Regions from separate parts of the Columba livia genome. Here region 2 is linked to region 1. Evidence: chromatin contacts called from public Hi-C data. All regions are on one chromosome and are shown on one strand. Each heading gives the region's core, a stretch centred on a gene start, on an enhancer-like site or on the middle of the called end of the contact. The rest is flanking DNA. Distances are from core to core; before and after follow the strand shown.

The links. Hi-C and Micro-C count contacts between places; a contact is called where the count stands out from the background.
Region 2: a Hi-C map of liver shows a contact between it and region 1, with 2.1 times the contacts expected there. The contact joins two enhancer-like sites. A contact is called at or near these places in 2 of 2 Hi-C or Micro-C datasets (crop and liver).

What each region holds. Positions count from the first base shown.
Region 1 is chr10:1,737,834-1,744,636 of bColLiv1.pat.W.v2, reverse strand. It overlaps ACAD9 (acyl-CoA dehydrogenase family member 9), which reads left to right. Exons shown (of 18, transcript XM_065074882.1): 6 at 276-354; 7 at 1,305-1,479; 8 at 2,072-2,145; 9 at 3,635-3,710; 10 at 4,408-4,478; 11 at 4,864-4,983; 12 at 5,734-5,862. Among named protein-coding and RNA genes, the nearest start is that of ACAD9, 16 kb to the left of the region's middle. Within about 2 kb of position 2,561, at least 1 of the 3 cell types and tissues checked has an H3K27ac peak away from gene starts, as active enhancers do.
Region 2 is chr10:1,831,662-1,838,464 of bColLiv1.pat.W.v2, reverse strand. The region is part of intron 4 of IQSEC1 (IQ motif and Sec7 domain ArfGEF 1); the gene reads left to right. Among named protein-coding and RNA genes, the nearest start is that of ACAD9, 78 kb to the right of the region's middle. Within about 2 kb of position 2,449, at least 1 of the 3 cell types and tissues checked has an H3K27ac peak away from gene starts, as active enhancers do.

The DNA.
Region 1 (6,803 bases), core at 1,312-3,811:
TAAAAACAAGGGCTGTGTTCTGAAATCCTTCAAATGTCTTTATTTAGCTCAGTACTATTTAAAAAGATGGCTAGTCTTAGTGACTTTCAACATCAGTTTTCTTAGAGACCTTACTTCCAGTGCACAGAAGCAATCTGTTCAATCTAGTTAAGTTTCCTTGGGAGTTAAGAACTAAAGTTTATATGCTACTCTTTCATACAACTGTAAACATTTCTTTTTAAACTATGGGAAGCATGTTTATTTCCTTAAACATTAATAATCTGTTTGGCTTTTAGTGGAAGTGATGCTGCGTCCATCAAGACAAGAGCCACCCTCAGTGACGATGGGAAATACTTCGTACTGAACGGCTCCAAGGTATCCGCTCACGGGCTGGGAACACGACGGGTTTTGTTACAAGTTTATAGAAGGCGTCTCTGTCTTTTGCAGCGTTGCCATCAGTCTGTTTCTTTTGAGGTTTCCAAGCTAGTGAAGACAAATGATGTCAAAAAGAGAACCCGTGTTGTTTTAGGGCCACAGAGAATAGAAAAGCACAGACAGGTTCAGGGAACAACCTGCACTAAGCTGTTGGTAAGAAAGGTGGGAGCAGCCACTCAGAAGTTCCTTCACTGTATTGCCAGCTCACGTTCTTTAGCTTCAAGGCAGCGGTGGTTGGTTGGTTGGTTGGTTGGCCTCTGCTGTGACAGCACAGGGAAACCTAAATCCATGTTTTCCCCTCTTTCCATGCCAGATTTTGGAGGTATTTTTGAAAGAAATCTTGACAGTGAACTGGAGATAGGGCTGCTTGGAGCATTTCTGCTGCCAGAAACAAGGGCAGAATACAGTCTTGAAGAAATGTAGAGGTGCTGGATTCAGCAGTGCTTCATTTGTTGCAGACTTGATCTGTAGTTGTTGAACTATTTGTCTATGATGTGAAGCGTCCAGGCTGTGGGAAAGGCCATATGTATGTGGCCTTATTCAGAGAATTTCTCATCAGAGCTGAAATTATTGTGGGCAAATGTGCCTACAGTCTGTATTACCCTTATATCCCTCGTGTCATAAGTAGCAGGATATACAAGCTTCTGTGAAAATGCGCCATGGATTTTAATGTAACTCAGATTATATTACAACCTATTTTTATAGTTGCTCTATACATTCTGTGGTCAGCTTCTCAAAACTAGTAGCAGAACTTCAATTAGAATTTTATGGGGAGAAGCAGCAATTTTTCACCACTCTGTTCTTTGTTGGTCTATTACGAAACACTTGTGAACAGTGCTCACAAAATCAGGACAAGTATATTTATGTGTGTCTTTCCTCTCTCAAAACAGGTGTGGATATCAAACGGTGGCATTGCTGATGTTTTCACAGTGTTTGCCAGGACAGAGGTTGTTGATAAGGATGGAGAACTGAAAGACAAAATTACTGCTTTCATTGTAGAGCGGGATTTTGGTGGCGTCAGCCACGGGAAGCCTGAGGATAAGCTCGGCATTCGAGGATCAAATAGTAAGAACCACTTAAAACGGTTAATAGAAATTGTTTTACTATTTTAATGTTTTGATTTGTTTAGATCATCTGAATTCAGAGGCTAATCAATATCTATTCCGTATAGCAGTATAAGTTTAAAGTTTCTTTACTGAGCTTGTCCTACGAGTCCTTCCTAATGCAGGGTCTGAAATAAGAAATCCATATTGTGTGATTCTTTGCTGCACTGAAGCTTCCCTCACTGTTCAGTGGGAGACATTGCTCAGGACGTTCAGTAACAAGCAGCTTTAACCTACAGGGCAGTTTTCATTGGCTCTTCTTAAGCTTGCTGGAAATTACAGCTTTTCACCGTCTGTATCAGTTCCGTAAAATAGAGACAAAACTATACTTCTCTGTTTATGCAATGCACATCAATTATATTGTTAACATTTTACATTGTTGTCAACTACAGTATTTTCCCAGATCCTAACTTCTTTGGCAAAGCATACGTAATTCTATCATAAAGAGTGCATTAGGAAAACTTTACTCCTTGCTACAAGAGGAGTCATTTATGTTCCTGAGTGCCTTTTAAATATTTCTACATAATTCAACAGCTATTAATTCTGTGTTTCAGCCTGTGAAGTGCATTTTGAAAACACAAAAGTGCCTATAGAGAATGTAATTGGAGAAGTAGGAGGGGGATTTAAGGTAAGCAGTCACGAGTAACTACTGATGGTTTTTAAAAGCCTGAAGGCTTTTTTTCCTCCCTCCCCCTGTACTGACGTTTCTTTACTGGTAGTATGAACGTGGCCAAACTGGAGAGTACCAGAGGAGACTTCTCCATTGATGTTCTTTGTGTTAGTTGGTTCCATGATTTGTTTGGGGTTTTTTTATTGTTTTTCATTAAAATAATAGAACATACTGTTCTTTTCAGAAGAGGGAGCAATTTCTTCAGCAGAACTTCTGAACTGAATCAGGACAATGTCTTCTGCTGTTTTCTACAGCCAGAACTGTGGATGGTGTAGGAGGAGCAGGGAAGGAGCAGAGCAGGAGCAGGGAAGGAGCAGAGCAGGAGCAGGGAAGGAGCAGGAGGAGCACAGGAGCAGGAGCAGGGAAGGAGCAGGAGGGGAGCAGAGCAGGAGCAGGAGGGGAGCAGGAGGGGAGCAGAGCAGGAGCAGGGAAGGAGCAGGAGGAGCACAGGAGCAGGAGGGGAGCAGAGCAGGAGCAGGGAAGGAGCAGGAGGGGAGCAGGGAAGGAGCAGGAGGGGAGCAGGCCGCACAGCTGCCTCCGGCATCAGTTCCTCCCCTTGGCGTCAGGAAAGTCTGACACCAGTACAGACAGCACCGCTCTCTTTGCTGCTCTAACCGTCCTCCGAGAGTCTGACGTGCAGAATTTGCAAAACTGTTCTTAATTATCCTTCTCAGCTTTCTTACTTATTCTGTAGCAGACAAATCCAGACCTAAATGGTAAATGAAACCATTTTCTTTAATGTAGTAAACATATCAAAAGATGACTTTTGTTGGTTTCTTCTTCAGATAATTACCACAAGTGAGAATGTAGGAACAGTGACTTCTTGCTAAATTTCTTAACAGTCTTTGAAGTGAGGCATTCATATTTCTCTTGGTAAGAAACAATAATACTAGATTTCAAAATCTGTTTTTATACATTATTGATCTCTGATTTATTTCTACACCTTTCATTCTTACTCCCTTTTCTTGCGTGTTGCTGAAAGGGCTCTGAAGGAGGAAAGTTGCCATTGTAGGTCAGCTGCAGAGAGGATTTTTGTATTTGGCCGTTGTGTACACACATTAAACAATATTCTGTTTTTCTCCTTCGTCAGTTTGATGAACTTCAGCAGTGCTGTCTAGTTGCAATGTCGTTTGTCTAGTTGCAGATAAATACATTTTTATCTATCTACATTTTACCTTAATGTAGCTTGAATGAAGGATTATTTCCTGGTCACATCAGGATCTGAAAACTATCCCTAATGTGAAATTGGATGTCACGCTCACCTTGAAAGCCCAGTTTGGAACCATCACTGCTGAGTACAGTACAAGGGCAGGTGTCCCAAGGTGCAGCCCAGTGATGAGTGGAACCCAGGGAAGCACTGACGTAGGAAGCCAAACGGCAGAACCATCGTGGCCTAAGGAGATGTTTGTGACATTTGCACCTAACAATACCTTCATTTTCTTCACAGGTTGCCATGAATATCCTGAACAGTGGAAGATTTAGCATGGGCAGCGCGTCCGCTGGAATGATTAAAAGGTTGATAGGTGGGTGAATGAGGCGTGTGTGGTGCTGGATGTCACGCAAAAAACCCCGATCTGCATAAAGTATAGAATGCAGTTAATGCAAAATAGTAACGTGAGCCTTGATCATAGCGACATCGCTACATTGTCAGTCATAACATGCTTTGACTTCTTTAAAACACTAACATTTTTGTTTAAAATTTTTATTAAAAGCCTGTAAGACTGAAGTTTTTTCAGTGCATGTAGTGGGAAGTTATTGCAGCTGTTGATTTTTCCTGAGGCAAAATATTCTTATGGAGAATAACCTATATACTGTTGTATTTAAAAGGTGCAATCTCCCTTAAAACTTCCAACTTGAATAACTTGCTCCAGGCTTACATGCAGTAATAAGTAATAAAATTGGTTTCTACCAGTAAAAACAGTAACACAAATCCCTCTGAAGTAATTAATTAGCACTAACAGGTGCCTTGTCTAAGAGCACAGGTTCACACCTGCGATTCTTGTTCAAAAGCCGCTGGCACTGTGTTCCCAGGCGGGACCAACAGCCTCGTTTGGAGGGTGTTATTCACGGGCTGGCGCTTGTGCAGCAGCGAGGGGTTGACACGGGTACACGCTGACGCAGCTGCGGGTCAGACTGAGGCCGTAGGCGCTGTTGGCAGGAACGGGCTGTCACGGTTCCAGAGCTGCTGGGTTGAAATGGACTTCTTTTCTTTCTTTTAAGAAATGACAGCAGAGTATGCTTGTACCAGAAAACAGTTCAATAAGAAACTGAGCGATTTTGGATTAATTCAGGTAATAAAATATGAAAAAGCAAATCTCTGTGCTTTGTACTGACTAACTGCAAGGACATGGCTCATGCTGGGTATCTTTTGGCTGTACTAGTTTAAAGGTGCTAAATCTGTGTAAACTAAGTGCAGAGTTCCGTACACTGATCTTTTAGATGTCTAGAATGATAAATGTAATGAGCATTATTTTTTTATGTTTGTTTGGGTTTTCCTCATGGTTGTTTTGCGGTGGTACTTTCTATTGAATTCTATTGATTTATTTCTATTGATTTGTATTTGAGAATATGTTAAACATGCAAAAACTGCTGTCGCGCTCCTGAGCGTCAGGCTTGACCGTGGGATTGTGCCCGTGAGTGCCTGTGTGATTGACTCGGGGCTTTCCCGTTTGGCAGGAGAAGTTCTGTCTGATGGCAGTGAAAGCGTACGTGATGGAGAGCATGGCGTACCTCACCGCGGGCATGATGGACAGGCCCGGCTTCCCCGACTGCTCCGTGGAGGCGGCCATGGTCAAGGTAATTAATGCCATGGGCAGACTTGCCTGCGGCTTTAATTCATACAGACTAATTCCTCTCTGGTTTTCAGTGCACACTCCAGATGGATGACAGGCTCAGGTGGTCCATTTAGACATATGATACAACCACCTCAGCTGGATGAAGACAATAGACATTGTTTTCTCTGCATCCCATGCACTATTGATTACCTCACATTCAGGCTTTTGTCACTGTACAAAATAGAAGCTCTGTACAACAGGTTTGGAATATCATGGTCCTCTTAAACTCTACGTGGCAAAAAGACACTCAGTTACTTGTGGGCCAGGCTGAGGTGCTTCTGCACAGGCTGTAACTCAGAAATGGTTGCAAAATACATCAGGAGAACGAGTCGGTCCCTCTCTGGGGTGTCACAGCCTGGGGCCGGGAGAGCTCACGGTTCTCATCCTGGTGATGGCCCTGTGGGTGCTCGGTGCACAAGAGCTCGTGTTGTGGTGGATCTGGGCAGGCGGAACGTGCTCCCACCCCAAACCACAGCTGCTCTGGGGCTCCCGCTCTCCGGGAACGTTTCCTTGTAGAAATGGGTTTGTGGGTTGCGAGGTTTGACCAAAGTGCACACACCCTCAGCCACAAGGATACGATTTCAGGCGAGCTTTAAACGGGGCCGTTGCAACAGCAGGACAGAATACATCAGCACTGTCACGCAGGTACAATAACGGGCGGTGTATTCTGCGTGTAATGTGTGGCACAGTAGTTAAAATGCTGTTCTGGCAGGTGTTCAGCTCTGAGGGCGCGTGGGCTTGCGTCAGTGAAGCACTGCAGATCCTTGGCGGCCTTGGCTATATGAAGGATTACCCCTATGAACGCTACCTCCGAGACACCAGGATCCTCCTGATTTTTGAGGCAAGTATGAATACGCTGTTTACTGTTAACTGCCATTCACACTCAGATTTTATAAACGGGAGCTGAACCCGCAGTATTCAGTTGAACAGGCCTTCAGTGCTTTCATTGCAAAGTCTGTAACAGAACAGACTGAAGAACTAAACTTGCTTACTCTGGAGATACAGGTAGTACCTTCCTGTAAGAACACCAGGTCTGATGGCTCTTGTAACCAGAAAGTGTGAGTTACAGTAGGAACTGGTACCAGCTTTACCTCTGGAAAGAACAGACTGGTAATACATATGCATGGTCATATAGTGTTTTTTATATATACACATATATATACTGGTAGTGTGTATGGTTTCTTCTTGAGCATTTAAACTTTGTTTTAACTACACTGTCACATGAGAAGAAACAGCCCCAGTTCATGAATTGGGTTTGTAGTTGTTCTGGGTAGACTAAAAAGATATAAATTAGCATAAAAAAAATTAGCTGACAAACGCCACCCATCGGTTATGTGCAGCAGATAAATAGCTGTAATCGCACATGCTGACTCAGGATGAAGTCAAGTACCACGGCTGCCCAAGCAAGAGCCTTACGAGAATGAAGCTGGCCAGCTTGCTTTGTATCCAGCATAGGTTGAAACCTTCTCACTGCTTTTATTGTCATGTATCTGTACACATGACAGGCTTTGGTAAGAGTTACAGGCAAAGTTTTCACTTTTAAACTAATTAATAGGATTTTCTGTTTTTTGTGGCTAAGCTGCTCTGTTGGTGCCTAGACTTGAATAACCTTTGCTCTTGTGCGCTTCTCATGAGGGAAGTCAGGAAATTCACAAAAGATGCATTTAGAAGTTTAATTAACTTATTGATGTGCATTTATCTAAACAAACCAAAGCTGGCTGTGCAATGTCTTGTGTTTGCAAGCGGGATTGTCAGTGACGCGAGTCTCGCTTTGAGACTCGC
Region 2 (6,803 bases), core at 1,200-3,699, 94 kb before region 1:
GCTACCTGCATTATATGGATCATCTCAATGTTCATGTTCTGTCCAGCTTCATTTAAAGATATTTTATTGTGGCGAGTTTGCTAGCTACTGCATAGGTGGTGTGTCATCTTTGTATCAGCTTATGTCAGTGGATTTTTCTTATGGCGCTTTTCCAGTGGTATTTTGTAGTAATAAACAGTCCCAAATCATGATAATATTTCCATTCAAGTGCCATTTGGAGTGAATACCTGGAGGTAAAGAAAAGAAGTGAATGTTTGCATTGCTTTTCTCTTGTGCCTGAAGTACGTGCTCAGCGGCTCTTGGCATTCAGTGTGCACCTTCGGTAAATGTCTCTGCCCTGAGTAACGTGAAACATCCAAACCTGACCTGCCCAAGCCCACTTTGTGTTAAATCCATTCCTGCAAGGGGGTGGGGAATGGAGAAGGTAAAGCCACTGCTTTCCATGACAGTATGAGCTTAATCTCACCACAAATCTGTTCCATTGCTCTAGTGACTGAGAATTACTTTACTTTTTCAGCCCTTTATTGTGACTAAGTAACAGCCTGGAAGGGTGAGCTCGTAGCCCCAGCTTTCTCTCTGTGAGCTCTGCCGGTTCAGAGCACCAGGATACGTTCCTTACATCCCAAGCAACAAAGATGATGGAGTGGAGCATCTCCCGTGTGAGGAAAGGCTGTGGGAGCTGGGGCTCTGGAGCTGGACAAGAGGAGACTGAAGGGGGACTCATTCATGGGGATCAATATGGAAAGGGGGAGTGTCAGGAGGATGGAGCCAGGCTCTTCTGGTGACAACCAGTGACAGGACAAGGGGCAATGGGTGCAAACTGGAACACAGGAGGTTCCACTGAAAGATGAGAAGAAACTTGTTCCCGGTGAGGGTGGCAGAGCCTGGCCCAGGCTGCCCAGGGAGGTTGTGGAGTCTCCTTCTGTGCAGACATTCCAACCCGCCTGGACACCTTCCTGTGTAACCTCATCTGGGTGTTCCTGCTCCATGGGGGGATTGCACTGGATGAGCTTTCCAGGGCCCTTCAACCCCTGACATTCTGGGATCCTGTGATCCTGAGTTCCCCAGTCCTGAGCCAGGTGGACTTGGTGCCCACCACCCTTGCTCAGCAGCAGCACTGAATGTGCAGCCAGCGAGGTCCTGGCACCGGTGCCGTGTGTTGGAAGCACTGAGGAGAGTCCTGAGCTGCGGGAGCTCCGTGTTCTTCAGGGAACAGCACATGCCAGCGAGGAAAGTGAAGGAGCCGCTCTTGTGGCTTTGCTCTTAGGAGACGTGTATAACAGTATCAACAAACTTGTAATTGCAGTCACCTTGCATTCACGGTACAGAGTCCTGCCTTTATTGCCCCGAGAATGCAGATTAAAGATTTCCTTTTCCCTTTTACTGGGTTTCGATGTACAATCTCTGGTAATAATAGAGTAGCATACTTGGCGTACAGATTAACTTCTTTCTAGAGGGGCTCTCTGGCTCCTTATCAGCCTCTGTGCTTTCTTTGGGGGATTTCCAAGCGCTGTCCTTCTGTCCACAGATTTCTGATCGCAGCTTCTGCTTCTCAGGTGGAGTTCCTGCTGAGGTGAGTCGCGGCAGCATTGAGCACAGCTGAAAGGAAAGCCCCTTGCTAAGTTTGTCTTGAAAGGGAGGTTGTGTGATATTTGCACAAAAAATAATTGTTCCATGTGCCTGTGGGTCTGACAAGAGAAAGTTTAAATATCTTGATAGTATTAGAATGAAATGTAGTTATCTAGTGACTGACAAAATTTGTAGAAAACCAAAACTGTGGGGGAGCAGAGGCGGAACCAGAGGATGCAAATATTAGGTGAGAAGCAGCGTGACCAGTGTTCCAGAGTTCTCTGAGAGAAAGACCTAAACACTGCACTAAATAAAAACTCTTTTATTATTTCTTATGTTGTTCCTGTGGATGCAAATAGTCAGTGCTGTGGTGCATCTAATAACATAGGTGACAACAGCTGCCTGCACGAGGGAGGGTTGGCAGGATCCGCTACTGACTTCAAGGGACAAAACCAGGTCAGAGTATTGACAGCAGAGAATTTCGAGTCGGGAATCCTGGCTTTGGTCTAATGATTTGACTGTGATCTAATCCTCTTTGCGCCTCGCTGTTCTCATTGCTGAGATCTTGGATATGTGTTTTACGACTTGCTATAATTTACAGGGTTGTCTAGTTCACATGCTTCCACACTGGATAAAACAGAGTATCTGAGCATTTTGAAACATTGCTATCATTCCAGAATTGCCTTTTTTTGTTCCAAAATTGAGCTCCTTCTCCAAATCTCCTAGCCAGGGCCAGGCAGAGAGTTTGCTGCAGCACTCAGACCCTTTTCTGCCTCTGTGGAGCAAAGTATCTTGTTTTATGAGAGGGGACAACGAAGCAAAACATGTAGATCTGTTTCATTTTTAGTGCTCCCACTGATCTGCAAGGTGACTGTGAAAAGCTATTCTAATTTTCCTCTGCTTTGGTTTCTACTCTTTGTACTTCGATGTATCCACCCTTTACATAGCGATAATGCTGTTTTATGTTTTGTAAGGTTTGAGATAGGTAGCTGAAAAGTAGAATTTTGAGTCTGCAAACCTTGAAGTCAGTGGAGATTTCCTTTGCCTTAAATAGGCTTTGGATCTGTTCTTAGAAGAGCAAAATGCCTACAAAGGTTCATTGTTTTGCCCACTCCATAGCAACCGACAACATAAAGTCTTTTCCCAGATGTGTTTGTTTAAAAGCTTTATAAGTTCAGTTTACAAAGTGAACTGAACTTGTAGCTGTTGTTTTAATGCCGATTTTTGTATATTGGTATTAAAATAATAAGTGAACTAGTACGCAGCCATAGGAAATTAAGAAATATATATGAGAGAAGATAAGAAATCAATTTTGCGGGGGAAGGAAGGGAGGAAGGCAGTGCAGCATCCATATGGGTTAGCGTATTTTTTTCAATGAATGAATTGGATTAATATCCCCCCAAAGCGCACTGTGAAGAGGAATAACATGTATTTTGACCCATGTATGTGTTTTATTTTACAATGCTACATGGTTGTATTTATACTCTGCAGGAAGAAAGCTACTCCCTAGTAGTTTCTTCCGTTTTTTTCTGGGTAACCCTTTGCCTTTATTCAAGCAAAATGCAAGATAAATGCCCGTTTCAGCCTTTTAGATCTTGGAAATAATGGTGTATTAAATGTGATTAAGTTGGGAATTACCCTTAAGCAGGGTCATAATTACTGTAGATTTAGATGGCATGTTATACAAATTGCTGTGTGCTCATAATTACAAATTGAGTTTGCACTCTGGGGGTTTATAAACTTTGTCTTAGCTATTAACACATTAAATAACAGTGATTTATGTAAATTACTGGATAAACCAAAATTTCAGTGTTGTGCTTAATCTAAGTTTAATTATATTCCTGTATTAGAAATAAAACACGGTTAGCTTCAGCAAGGCAGATTGAACAGTCCAAGTGCAACACTGACTAATGAGATACTGTGAAACAGGATAGTGGTAACAAAACTGGAGCTGCCTTTGTAAGTTTGTCAGCAGCACTCATGGCCACAGCGCCTGCAACCAGCAGCGGTACCGAGCGAGTGGGGCAGGGAGCTCCTCCCGGGGCTGCGCACTTATTCACCTCCGCAAGTCCATAGTTTGAAATCTTTCGTGACTTCCTCTTGCACAGAGATTTCCTGGTTCCGTATTTTTTTCATAGGTCAAGTTGATTTGTTTGTTTTTTGGTTTTTTTTTGCTGGAGCAATGATGACTTTGTGTTGTGCTCTTAGTTGCGTTCCAACGAATACTAAGACATGAAAAGTCACTTTACTGTCTCCTTACCCTGCACGGCATATTCCTGCAGTATGTTGGCGGCAGCTCTAATGCCAGCTAGCTGTCAAAATAGCGGTGGGAGAACAACAAAGCACATACATATCTCCTGTTGGTTCTACCAAAGCTTTCTGTACAAGGTGCAGATAAATGGTGTGGTATAGAAGCCCTGCTTGGCTCTGTGTTGTTAGAAGAGCTGCTGCTGCCACTGTCTTCTGAGGCCTGAAACGTCACCTCTGTGTGTAGAGCATCAGCACTGCACCTGTGCAGTCAGGACAGTGAAAGAACAGAGCTGTGTGCCACCAAAAACATTGTCCTAAAAAGTCAAGTCTAGATAGCTGTGAAAAATCAGCCCCAGTTACCTGAGTGAGCATGGACTGTGCAGTATGGATTATAGTGGCCGCTACCTGAGGGAGATGGGATTACACAGTATGGATTATGGTTCAACGAAGGTGGCTTTGGAATGCTGAAATGTAAACAAAATATCCCTCCTAAAATAATCGCATCTGGCTGCCTTGACTCGGAAACCACAATTCCCCCTGTTGGAATACATGTGAGATCTTAAATATGTAGATGACTTTGGCATTTAATTTCTACTTTATGTTTTAAAGACTTACTAAAACATGAAGTGATTTAAGAAAAACTTTGTAGCGGAATGGTCGAAACAAAATTGAGAATTTTAGATGCTTGACATTGAAGGGGGGAAGCTGTAGCAATTATCTACATTGTATTTGACATGGGATGTGTTAGCATTGCTTGGCTGTTTGCTTATCTAGTGTGTTCGGACCTGTAGAAGGAAGATTCTGTTTGAAGTGGGTTCAGATAAGCACATTCTTCAGAAAATTCTGTGACTGCTTCTGAGGTCAGAGCTTCTTGGCCACCCTTTCCAGTCCACGTCCTCCGTCACAGCCCACGGTACAACTGTCTGCGCTTGCTTTCTAAATGGAAACGGGTTTCCAAAGCAGCGGTTGACTTTTATGGGCTGCTTGTGTCTGCTCTGGATTCGTCTCTGTTTGCCTGTGGAGATGACGCTTGACACGGGAGCACATTGAGTCAGGACCAGAAAAATGTGGGATTGTTGTTATCCCAGAATTTCTGTAGGGAAGAGACTGTCTGGATAGCTGTTGAGAGGCGGCATTGCAGTGGAAATAGTCTCTGGTTATGGGCTTGCAGTGACGTTACTATCAAAACAGTTGGTGTAGGTGTGTCCTTCCTTAACATATTTGAGTTTCACTGAAAGCTGGTTAAACCCAGACTTATTGGAATCCGTGCCTAATGCTTCCTTAGGAAACTATGCAAAACACACACTCCATCCAAACGTTCAGCTGGGTTTAAGTAAAGTTTTGCTTTGATTCTTTTTATCGTCCAGAAATGTGATCAGCTCTCAGTGTGTGTATTGTAAATAAGAGGTATGTTGTATATACAGCGCAAGGGCACAGCTGGGCCTTTCATTCTGCTCTTTCTTGTACCTCGATCTCTTGTTTGAGCAGCATTTGTAGTTCCTGACTAAACTTCTGAGTTTCCTCAAACCACAGAGATCAGCCAGTGCTGCTTTTTTGTGCTGGAACATTTCCATTCCCGAAAACTATAGTGCAAATTGCTCTGTCCCTACACAAAATTGCACTAAATAGTGTGCAAATGATTATGAATGAAGCCCTTGGTGGCAGCCCCACCGCTCCAAGACTGGTTCGTTTCCTTAATTAGCTCCCCCTTCTCCAGCAGCCTGGCATGTAGATGAAGACAAGGAGTGTCTGTGGTTAGATGGTTTGCCCGGCTGACATAGACACGATGCTTTTTGTGATGAAGGGAAACTTCATTTGGAAAGCAAGTTGTTTTGACAGTTCCATGAAACAGGAAACCCCAAAGTTAAAACTCGTCTCGCTTTCTTGCCTTATTACAGGATATTAATCATATGGGCCTCACTGATTTTTGAAACACTAATTTCTTTGTAGCTATAGGCAGCACGATTTATCTGCTGGTTTTACAGTGCAGTTTCAGCTGTTCTTGCGTCCCGTCAAGCTAAAATCGCCGTAGAAATAGTCTACCAGTGGAACTAGGACTTGGCAAGTATTCTTCAAAGTTGTTTGTGATTCTGATCTGTGACAGGACTCGGCTGTATTGTCCCCAGGAATGTCCTGACAAGCTCTGGACCTGCAGGGTCCTCAGTTCTTCAGCGCTCGGATTAACCTTCAAACGTGCTGCAAACCCTTCTCTTCTCTGGGCCTGGGGGAGGAAGGCTGGGAGAGCATCCAGAGCCATAAGCACCTTTGTTAAACGTGCGTGTAAAATGTTATTGTGTCTGAGAAAATTACAGAATGTCAGTGTTCTCATTTGCAGCTGCGTGGTTTCTACCTAAGAGGCGTATATATAAATTAAAGCGCCTTTGACGGTGTTCTAGGAGATGAGATGGTTTTATTTCATGAATTACGAAGTGACAATTAACTCTGTTTAGACTTGATTTCTTTCAGGACTTTGATCACCGCCGTGGTTAATCTGCTAGGAGAAATGAAACAAAAGGAAACAACAACAAAACAAAACCAACCCAAAAAAAACATTAAAATAAGAACAACAAAACACCCCCTCCCCCAAACACAAAACAAAACAACAAAAAACTAGGAAGGATCGTTATTCATGTGTCAGATACTGTGATGATGAAATTCAGTTGGTAATGTGCGTGTTGTTTGTTGTTTTTTTGTTTGGTTGCTTTGGGGGTGTTTTGGTGGTGGTTGTTTGTTTGTGTCGGTTTTTGTTTTTAATTCTAGCGAGGAATTCTTGCTCTCCAGAAGTGGCTCCGCCCGTGCGTGTGCAGGAGCTGGGGGGTCCGTCCCCTCCCTTGACAGGCGCTGTGAGGACGCAGCTCCCGCGCTTTTCCGTGGGGCGGCCGCCCTGAGGAGAGCGGCGCGCGCCGCGTTCCCCGGGAAACCGCCCTCCGCGCGGGCGCGTGGGCGCGCTCCCGTGTTCCCCCCTCCACCGCCCGCGTCGCTGA